Regions from separate parts of the Mus musculus genome. Here region 1 is linked to region 2. A link is a contact called in public Hi-C data. All regions are on one chromosome and are shown on one strand. Each heading gives the region's core, a stretch centred on a gene start, on an enhancer-like site or on the middle of the called end of the contact. The rest is flanking DNA. Distances are from core to core; before and after follow the strand shown. Region 1 has its middle 32 kb from the start of Gm34756. Region 2 has its middle 200 kb from the start of Gm34499.

The links. Hi-C and Micro-C count contacts between places; a contact is called where the count stands out from the background.
Region 1: a Hi-C map of nephron progenitors shows a contact between it and region 2, with 1.6 times the contacts expected there. The contact joins two enhancer-like sites. A contact is called at or near these places in 1 of 15 datasets of contacts at CTCF or cohesin (the NIH/3T3 cell line) and 3 of 484 Hi-C or Micro-C datasets (liver and nephron progenitors).

What each region holds. Positions count from the first base shown.
Region 1 is chr14:46,510,994-46,516,045 of GRCm38.p6, forward strand. No RefSeq gene overlaps it. Among named protein-coding and RNA genes, the nearest start is that of Gm34756, 32 kb to the left of the region's middle. Within about 2 kb of position 3,483, at least 6 of the 459 cell types and tissues checked have an H3K27ac peak or open chromatin away from gene starts, as enhancers often do. A contact at or near this core is called in nephron progenitors, where this site is marked.
Region 2 is chr14:46,016,761-46,022,305 of GRCm38.p6, forward strand. No RefSeq gene overlaps it. Among named protein-coding and RNA genes, the nearest start is that of Gm34499, 200 kb to the right of the region's middle. Within about 2 kb of position 3,176, at least 21 of the 459 cell types and tissues checked have an H3K27ac peak or open chromatin away from gene starts, as enhancers often do. A contact at or near this core is called in nephron progenitors, where this site is marked.

The DNA of each region.
Region 1 (5,052 bases), core at 2,233-4,732, 490 kb after region 2:
GTAGCCAATGGTTTAGCTGAGTAACTGCATCGATACATGCAGCACAGCACACCACTGTGCCACGGTGTTAGAAGCTACAAACGCATGTGATGTTTTGCTCGTCTGTATTCATTCTCTTCGTCGTGGAACTGTGACAAATATCTGATATGAACAACTTTTGTAAAGGAAAGATCTGCTCATAATTGCAGAGGGTACAGTCAGGATAGTCTCTTGGTCCATGTACTTGGTGGGAGAACATCATGGCAGTGGAAGAAGAGAGCTAGTACCTCCTTCTTCAGACAGAGAGGGGAGGGGGAAGGCACAAAGGAATAGAGAGGGGGAGGAGGGAAGGAAGGAGGGAGGGAGGGAGGGAGGGAGGGAGGGAGGGAGGGAGGGAGGGAGGGACGGAGGGAGGGAGAGTGAATAAGAACAAACCAAGGACAAGATAGCACCCAGGGTCTGTCTCTGATTACCTAGTTTTTCCACCTAAGGCCAACCTCCTACAATTTCCAGAACCCCTCAACAAAAGTGCCTCCAGACCTCAGGCTTGGCAAAGGACTCTGCAGGGGACATTTCAGTACATGTCAGGCTTGGCAAAGGACTCTGCAGGGGACATTTCAGTACACTCCAAGCAGGATGAGGTTGCTGTGGTTTTGTTTTTGGACAGTGCTGGACCAACAGGCAGAAGGCCTCAGCCATGCTAGACCATGTTCTGTTATTGAACTATCTCCCCAGCCCACAACGCACCATTTAATTATGTGTCGGCACATCTATTATTTAATCTTCATTATAATCCCATGGACTGGGAAAACATCGCTCTTCATCTATTATTACAAATTAAAAGGCCAACGGTAGCTCAGTATTGAGACTAGGAGACAAGATAGGTAATTAGTGACAAGGTTTCCATATAAACACTGAACATTAAGGGAAAAGTTGGGGACTGACTGACAAACTTGGAAGAGCTTTTTCCAGTCTGTTTTTGCTCATTTAGTCAAGGTACGGTGGCAAACCAAGACAACAAAACTATTGGCCTTCCTTGTAGAGATGTGTACCTGTTCTGTTGAAAATGTGATGGCTTATATTTGTCCAGAGCTTCTGCCTAAAAGAATAATTTGAGCAAACACAAATTACCTTTTATTCCCAAACTGACCTTCTTGCGATGCATACTAACTGACCAGGATTGAGAAGCCATTGTCCCATTTCAATTCATTTCTTTCTTAAGTTGTCATTTAGCCTTCAGTCTATGAACTCAGAAATGGCTCATGACCTGTTGCCAGGTTGCCAGAGCAAACACATACCAATGATTAGCTTGCTCAGACAGCTCCAGGGCCACTCACACCACATACTTGCCAGCTGGGAGCTTCATGTTTTCAGAGTTTTGCAATCTTTGGTAAATGTGCTAAAATCCATTATTTATGATGACAAGCCCTTCCCTCTGACCCTGTCTAGCATAGACATTCCAGGGATGAAGGAGGATCCATTTATACAGATAAGTCTCTAACACATAAATGGTCCTTAAAACTGACCTTCTCTCAAAGGCCCCAAGATCTCCTTCCCCCCAAAAATCTCCATTTCTAGAACTAGTGGCTGCCCTCAGATTAGACAAGTGATTCTACACTTTGTGCTGTCCGTCCTACAATTTCTTAAAGACTAGAAGAGAAGGCAACAACATTGGCTTATTTTATTGTGTTGATTTTCTTTTGAAAACAGCATCTCCTAGCTACCCTAGGCTGAGCTAAATTCACCATATCCTTACCTCAGCTTTCCTGGGCCTTGGATTGCAGGTGTGTACCACAACCCTGGTCTCTGCAACACACACATTTATTCTTTTCTTCAGTCATTCAACCATGCAACACACTGATGGTGAAAAACATGAGGGTGGGGTGCCCTCTTGGGAATCCCACTCAGCGAAGCACTAACAGCCTTTCAGACCTCTCTGCCCCAGCAAAGTCCATGGGATGGCACAAAGAGGAGGCTTTACCAAGCATTCAGAGACAGGGGGACTGATCAAAGTGTTAGAAAAGACTTCAGGAAAGTGAATGGGGATTTGTGAGCTGGGCTTTGGAGAACAAGGAAGGACTTTCCTCCAGGAGAGATCGGAGGAAGTGGCAGTGCAGGCAGAGAGAATGGTCTAAGCCAAGGACAAGGAAGCAGAAGTGGGGCTGAGAGGTAAGGAGCGCAAATGCGCTGTGTGGTCAGAACACACAACAGAGGCCAAGGATATAATTTGGAACCAAACATCCAAGTCCTTGACCACTTGGATGAATTTCTGCCACCTTACTGAGTCAACAGGAGAGCCATTAAAAGTTTAGACGGAGAAGCAATAGGTGCCAAACAGTGAAACAAAGAGGTTGCTTTGGGGAAAGGTATCAAGTGACCTTTAATTCCTAAAGGTTGGAGTCCAGGGGATGATGGGTAAGGAGTCTTTTACCATAGACTAACTGAGGCAATTAGGTCTTACAGTGAAGCCACAAGAGTGGGAGAGAGGGAATAACAAACAGGATTTGGTATGGAAAGGGGGAGAAATGAAAGGCTAAACTCCCAGGTCTTGAGTCAGTGCCTGGAAAAATTTATATTGTGGATAAAAATGTTTAGACTCAAATTTATACAAAGATTTAGAGATCTTAAAGATTTATTTCAGGACTGCCTGTGGGGTTATCCTTTCCTACCTCTCTAAAAAAATAAAATAAGAAAGAGAGAATGAAAGAACGAAAGAACAAAAGGAAGGAGGGAGGGAGGGAGGGAGGGAGGGAGGAAGGAAGGAAGGAAGGAAGGAAGGAAGGAAGGAAGGAAGGAAGGAAGGAAGGAAGGAAGGAAGGAAGGAAAAGGAAGACTATTATTTTCGAGAATGGGCCCGGACAGCTGGTGGCTTTCACCACATTCTTCCATAAGGCCTCTTTTTCCATGGGATTAGCTGTTTTGGAGTGGAGTGTTGGAAAGAAAAACAGACAGTTCTCACTATGATCAGTCTAATGTCTACCTTGCTGCCATTCCTACTTTGACAGTCTATACAACATGCATGGGTCTTCCCAAGGTCCACTGAGATCTAGGCAATGAAAAACTCCTTCTGAGGGAGAGAGACATAGAGGCACTCCATTGAGAGTGTCACAGACACATGGGTCAGTTCTGACAGCACTCACTATGGAGCACTGAGGTATGGAAGGGAACCTCTTTAATCCCCCTCAACCACAGGAACCAAGGTGGCTCTGGGAACAGCAGGTCCCTCAGTTCAAATGACATGGGAAATACTCCATCTCCCCAATGTCCCAGCATGGATGGTGACATTCTGCATGAAGGAGCAGGCCTATGGGAAAGTCAGGGATATCCTCCTCACCTCCGGTGGATGAGGCCAAGAGAAAGAGAACAGGTACCATTCTCAGCATTGGGAAACCTAACCTGTCTACACAAACAATTAACCTAAAAGGCCACTCTGTACTCTCCCAGTGGGCCCAGATGTTGCACTTCACTGTAGGTAAACGTTATTTTTAGAGACATAAGAATCCAGCATCCAAAATTTATCACCCATCTGAGTGGGAGACATAGAGCCCAGAACAGATTTATATGTTTAGGGGGTAGGAGTGGAGTTTAAGCTCAATAAAATCTTAACTATGCTTTACTTTTTAATTTAACTTTCAAACATTGCTTTCCTGTTTTGTGACTGAGACTCTTGCACATGTCACCCTTTTAGTGAAGTATCACAGGAAAGACATTTTTGTGGTGTTTAATGGAAATAATTTTTCTTGCGGTGTTGCTCTGATACCCTGGGAAACTGGCTGTAGGAGCCGTCTTGGGCTAATTTATTAAGCAGTCACTAGTTTAAAACAACTTACCCTGTTTCAGCTCACTGGAGATCTGTTACTGGCTCTTGGGAAGACAAAAAAGAGCTGAAGACTGATAAATTTTGTAGATCATCTTGATACAGACAAAAGGAAGTGCTGGTGTTGTGTATTTCAAGGCCAGGCAGGGGCAGAACACACTGGCATGAGTCTATGGATGAAGGCTTAAATACCAGCGGCAATTCATTCGAATAACAGTGGACTGGGCTGGAGCTCCGACAGTGTGGCTGAACACTCTAAAGAAATGTTCAGACTCTCTCTCTGGAACACATTTTCATAAGAAATGCCTTCTAAACCATGCATATAGCCCTAACCATAGGAAATGAAGAGTTCTGTCTGCAGAGAAAGCCACTGATGATCCCTACAGATGTTAGAATCTGTGCTTTCTCCAGATGCCCTAGGACCGAAGGAAGGCCTTGGCCTTGATGGTACATTGGAATCACCAGGGAGCGTCACAAAGCTCAGAGGCCTGGATCCTGTCTTGTAGGTTTAATGACTTTGGTCTGGAGTTTAGCCTGAGATGGAGGAGTTCTAAATCCACGAGATTCTACCATGCAGTTAAAAGTCCAAGAACCACTGCCCTGGAAAGTAGACATAGATCTGCCTGATATCCCAGAGCTGTCAGGCAACTGTGCTGACCGAATGTAGGAGCTCTTCTTAAAATGTAACTCATGGTCGCCGAGCATCAGCAGAGGATCCACAGTAAACTGCTTCAGGGTGGACCCTCAATTCCAAATGCTGTGCCATGTGAAGGAAGCTTTGGGACAGAGCAAACAAAACGAGAGACATTGAGGAGATGGAAAAATCACTTTCACTGGGTTTTAAACTGGGCTGCCCACCTCCCAAGACAACTTGGCCCTGACCCTTTCATCAGAGTTAGAGGGACTCCTGAGCAAAAGCACTTTTGTTTGTTAATTTGTTCATTTTAAATTTCTTTTATTTATTTTTATGTTATTTATTACTTATCCTTCAAAAATTACATATATATATATATATATAAAATCCCTCTCACATCTTACATCCCTCACACTCCCATAGAACCTCTTTGTCTCCCCAACAAGTTAGCCCTCCTACCCATGTCTCTCTGTGTGCACCCCACTGTATTGAATTAAAATTGCTCCTCTCTGTGTGTACCCCACTGTATTGAATTAAAATCGCTCACATAAGCTTGACTGAGAGGTTATTTTTCACGAGCAAAGGCAACTTACTCTACATCACCGAGGACTCTCTTCCCTCC
Region 2 (5,545 bases), core at 1,926-4,425:
ATTACACACAAGTAATAAGGGGCAAAAGTCATACTGATAGAGTTGGGAGAGGTTAAGCAAGAAAGAAGATGAGAGGGACTAGATAAGGCAGCATAAACACAGCCAAAGATAGGCTAGTGTGGACGCAGGGATCTCTAGAGCCACTGGGGGGGACTTTGTGTTCATATAGAATTCACCCTGCACTTCTCAGGCAGCCTCTCAGCCTAGGAATAGGCCTCCAGGAAGGTTCTGGCACTCTAGTGGGGTTGAGAACTTCTAGTTTATCCAGCTGTCAGAGGATGATGGTTGCTAATTACACAGAGGGACGCAGCTGGTATCGACAATTACCCTTTTATTGTACCAATATGCTGATAGGACATTGTTTCAGATAAACCAGCTTAGTTTCTACAATGGTGGATTTACAGCCTTGAGTTTGTTTTTTTCCATCTGTGAATTTTCATCCTCAGCTCTTGTTGGCATCTGAAATCTTGGTAAGTTGGGAGGTAATATGTGCTTTTCTTTTAGTTCTCTCTCTCTCTCTTTCTCTCTCTCTCTTTGAGTGGGAGGTCAGCTCTGCCTCATACAGCAAAGTGAAATCAGTTGGATGCTGTTGGTGAAATCTCAAGGATGGCATGGAAGCTAAATTTTAACCGTTAAAATCATTTGAGCTAACCAAATCAACAATAAATCACAAACTCCAGATTTTTGTTTAAAGGGGAGGAGACCAAGCCAGTGGATGTGCAAATTAGCCAGGCCACGACTTGCTGGCTCTCGTTCACTTTGTAAACAAAAGCAGGCCTGAATTCAATCAAACATTACTTGTTAAAGTAAACTCACAAAAAGCTGGTGAGAATTAAAGTAGAACAGAAGATGGCTTTAATAATTTCATTCTCCAGCTCTTAGCTGAAAATAAAAAAAAAAAACCCACCATTCTGATCTGTGGGGCGTGTTCTTCCCCTCAAAACATTAAACAGCATCTCAGTGGGGTTATTCATGTATTTAAAAATGTTACCTGTGGCACTGGGTGAATGACTTCTGAACTCTACATCTGTGGATTTGGTGATATTCTGGTAAGCTTTTAGAAGCTGCATCGAGGGAAGAAACGGGATTGATTGGCTAGCTGAAGGTCTCATTGATTGACAGATAACACATATCTGGTATGCCACACTTGTTTGAAGTGACACCGGGAGATTAGTTATTTCTAGACTCTTTGCTTTGGTCTTTAATCTATGCAGAGCTGTTGAGCTTCCTCTTAAAACTGAGTAATGCCTGAGGGCTTTTGCTCTATGAACTGAAAAATAAGTGGACCATGGTCTTATCCCTCCCCTTCGCCCCTACCCCACTCCCTCCACATAAAGTGTTCTGCTGAGGTTTGGATTCTCAGAGAGGAGCAACAGGAGTACTACCCGAAACCCCGGAAAAGGCAAGTCCAGAGGTTAAATAAAAGTCCAGGCTTTGCCCTACAAGTGCCAGGGCCATGGAAGGAGAATTGAACTTCAGGACAGTGTGCCAGGTCGGGGTTCATACACAGAACCAGAGTTTTCTGTTGGGGCAAGAGGTATAGCTCCCAGTCGTCCACCTGAGCTGTAGCAAGCCTGAGACCCCTTCCACCTGCGAGCTTGAGTGGCCTTCCAGAACCTTAAGATGAATCGACTCATTTCAGGACTGGCCTGTTGATGAGGAAATTCTACCCACCCCAGAAGGTCTCCAGAGAATCCTCCCTGCTTCCTTGCTTTTCTATGTTCTCTGCATTGTTGACAGCGAGGCAGACACAAAATATATTTAGCCTGAAAGATAACACACAGTAACACCATAACAGTGCAGAGAGCGAGCGGGTGAGACCAGACAGGTGCAGTGCACGTCGAGCGAAACCAAAGCAGTAAGAAGCTCTTTGTTCTGGTATGGACTCCAGGAGGCAAACCTCTCCGTGGCCTCATTGAATCAGCCAACACCAACAGTGAACAGCTCGGGAGAACCCCAGGCTGCAGCTTCTTGGCCTGAGTCTGTACTCAGGCGTACCAGTTAGTCATAGAATAACTACTATACGGCCTTGAAGCTTTTACGCACCTGAAGAGGATTCACTTACCGCTTAGTGATGACTGAGAAGTAATTACCACTTGATTGTTAATAATTACCAATTGCAGGCCTATGTGATGACGGTGAACTAAAGGAAGCCTGCTTACAATTTCTTCTGGTCCTGTTGAGGGCTTCTTTCCAAACCACTATGGGAATAGAAACCATGGGGCCCATCCTTTTAGCTATTACCGAGGTTGAGAGAGGACCTATCTCCCTCTTTTTTTTAATCCTCGTTCTTGAAGTTGATGGCTCTGTTTTGAGAACCCCCAAATGGTCATTTTCCCTCCTGGTACTTGAAGATGGCTTTGACCCAACAGTTAACTATAGTGATTGTGCTGGCAAAGGTATTTGGCCTCCCATTCACCTAGCAGAGGGAGGGAAGGTGGGCCTGTATTACTCTCAGGGAGGTCAGGACCCCTGAGTTTTTCCATGTTAAACCTCAGGTTTTCCTCTTTTGTGTCTCTCCCCCTGCCTAGAGACTCAGCACGTCACTTTTCCTAGTGTACATTGTTTGTCTGAAAACACACCTGGAGAGCTGCCTGGTTTGGGAATGACTTAAATTACAAAAAAAGCACAGCTGTCTCTAACAGCTCTAGGAGTTCATGCAACGAGCCTACAATTTATTGAGCAGGATTAGATGCTTATTGCCTATGACACTTTAAATACCATTACATTGAAGTTTATACAAGAAAGTCCAAGTTTAAAACTGGGATCCTAGCAGTAACAGCTGGGCCATTTGTTTATGTGATGGGCAGGAAGGGGAGACTTCTGTAATCTTTGTGTTTGGCTTCAGGATTCTGCTTGGGTGGGGGCAGGCGAATGCAGCTCATTTCGGATTGTCAAGCTGCACTGAACACTGCCAGCTAATTCGTCCCTCATGCGAAGATCTCTGCCAAGCTTCCTCTTGTATCCTCTTGTTCCCTCACACCTGACAAAGCCATGCTTGAAATACTGTAGCCCACCTCAATGACAGCAAGGACTCTGTCGCTAGCGAGCTCACAGCTCTCTCCCCCAGGCGGCTCACATTCCGCATTTTGTTTCTAGCATGAAAGACTTTGTTTTAAATCATAATAGCAACCAGGCTGTAGTCACATTAGAGCGCACATGGAGAACTTGCACGAAGTCATGTGTTTTGGATTTGACATTCTGATTTATGGTTGTGTGCTCCAGTTACACAGCTGCGAGCTCATTTTCCGACAAAGATGTTTTCTATTTTTCTATTACTCTGCTTCACCCCGTCTTTATGTTAGGGAAAATGAAAGCCACCAGGTGAAGTCATAACAGAAGTACAAATGTTTTCGTGTTTGGGTTGGAGAGCGTAATAAATAGTGGATACCAGCATTCCAAACACAGCTTGTTATTTTTGAATAAAAGTATAAAGGGAGTTGCTTACTTAATGTAATCACAAGTTAAAGAGTAAAGAGATCCATGGGAATTTGTTTGTCCAACCCAGAATCATCCTACAAGCTTTCCATGCCCATCACCTGATACCAATTTCCCAGGGAGAAGATGGTAATACTCCATTTTAGATATGTAAGTGAACCCAGCTTCCTCTCCAGAATGCTTAATTCACTAAGCCCAAGAGGTTCAGCACTGGGGACTTGTAAAGGCAGCCTTTGCCAACCTGTAGAAATGAAGATGGTGAAGCAAAGATACCATCACACAGTGGCTGGAGGCAGACCTCAAACAATACCCCCAATTTCTTTGTCTGCCACCCAGTATGTTCCTAACATCTAAATGCACACTGAATGGCACTTTCCACGATCAACTCGATACTTCCCCAAAAGAACATTGTAAATGAGATTCCTATTAATGGTAAGAAAATCCATTCCACTGTTTGGAATATCCTCATTTCTAACCTGTTAGTTATTATTGTTGTTACATGTGGTGACAACTAAGCCCTACTTCTGGCTCTCCAGTACATATCACATGATAATCTACTTTGGTTTCATTCTTGAGGAATGTGACTAGCAAGAAATTAGAGCAGTCTTGTACAAGACAAGGTCTCTGGCTGAACCCGGGGCTCACTGACTGGCCAGGCTGGCTGGCCAGTGTTCTCTGTCATTGAACATGATATGGTGACAAAGTATAAGGAATCAATGACTAGTTTTTCTTTCCTTTTTCCTCTCCTCTTTCTTCCTTCCTCTCCCCCATGCTTCATATTCCTCCCCATTTCTTCTTTGTTTCAAGGTGAAAACCTGGGACATCTAGGAAAATTGACATCAAGACAGAGTGGAAGCCAGAGAGAAATTCCTTTGGCATGGACCAGACTATTGAATCAAGCTTCTGTTGATAAGTCTCACTTTAGTCAAGTCAACATTTTTTTTAATCCCATCTTGGGGTTATTCAGCATACAGCAGGCAGGGTAGAGAAGTAGAAAGGGAGACATTGCCCAGTGTGCCTATAATTCTTCAGACCATCCCTTAGGGACCCAAGTCTTTGTAGGATCTCCTTATTTCCCAATGAGGACATGGAGTGTCTGCCAGAGGCCATATAGGCACTCATACACCATATAAAAAGATGACAGTGGTACCATTGATTGTTGACTAGAGTTTGGAATAGAAAGACCATTTGGCAGATACTCTGAGAAGATGCTGAAAAATGTGTCTTTGACTGACAAGATAAACTAGGAGAAGGTAGTGCTGGCTAGTAATTTAAAATTCTCATTCTGACATTTTGTCAGGATACTTATGTAAAGAACTTTAGAATTTGTCTAGTTCTTTCCACTCAATATTTTTAAAAAAGCTTGATATTGAGTTTTTTTTCCTTTACTTATTTATGTGTGTGTACATGGGTATGCATGTGCACATGAAGACAGCTGAGGGAGTCTGTTATCTCTTTCTACCATGTTGGTGACAGTGGATATGAGCTGATGGGGCCATCCTTGTACCATTACTGATCATTATATACTGATCAGAGGGAGCTCAGCAAGGCACTAAATAGGCTTATGTCTAAGGCCCTTATATTTGCATGTCATATCCAATGATGTAGGGTAGAATTTTGATGTGTAACTTTCTATTTGTCTTCCCAAGGGCTTCCCAAAGTACATAAGCCTCAGGCTTCACTAACATAGATAACAGGTTGGGCTTCTACTGCTCCTGAACATAGAAGCAAGGGAGAAAAAAACCAAATCCATTTTAATGTGACCCTCCAATCATGGGGACCTTTCCAGAATGAGAGTTTAAATATCACTTCCTTCTTCCCATGGGCAGAGAACAGCAACACCTTCTACTCTTGAAAGAGACTAAGAAGTGACGTACTGGGCAGCCATTCCTGGTCAATAAACAGAGCGATGGGCTGTCCAAACAAACAGTCAGACTTTTGCAGCTCACCATCAGTCCTGGGAACTGGGGATGGAGCATGTGAACATGCTAAGACCAGGCAAGCAGACAAGCAGAGTCAGTGGTGCCCACAGGAAGAAAATGAGGCTAATCATGCCAGGCAGACTTCATCTTCAGCAGGCTCTAGGAATGTCCTCTTAGTCTTTCAC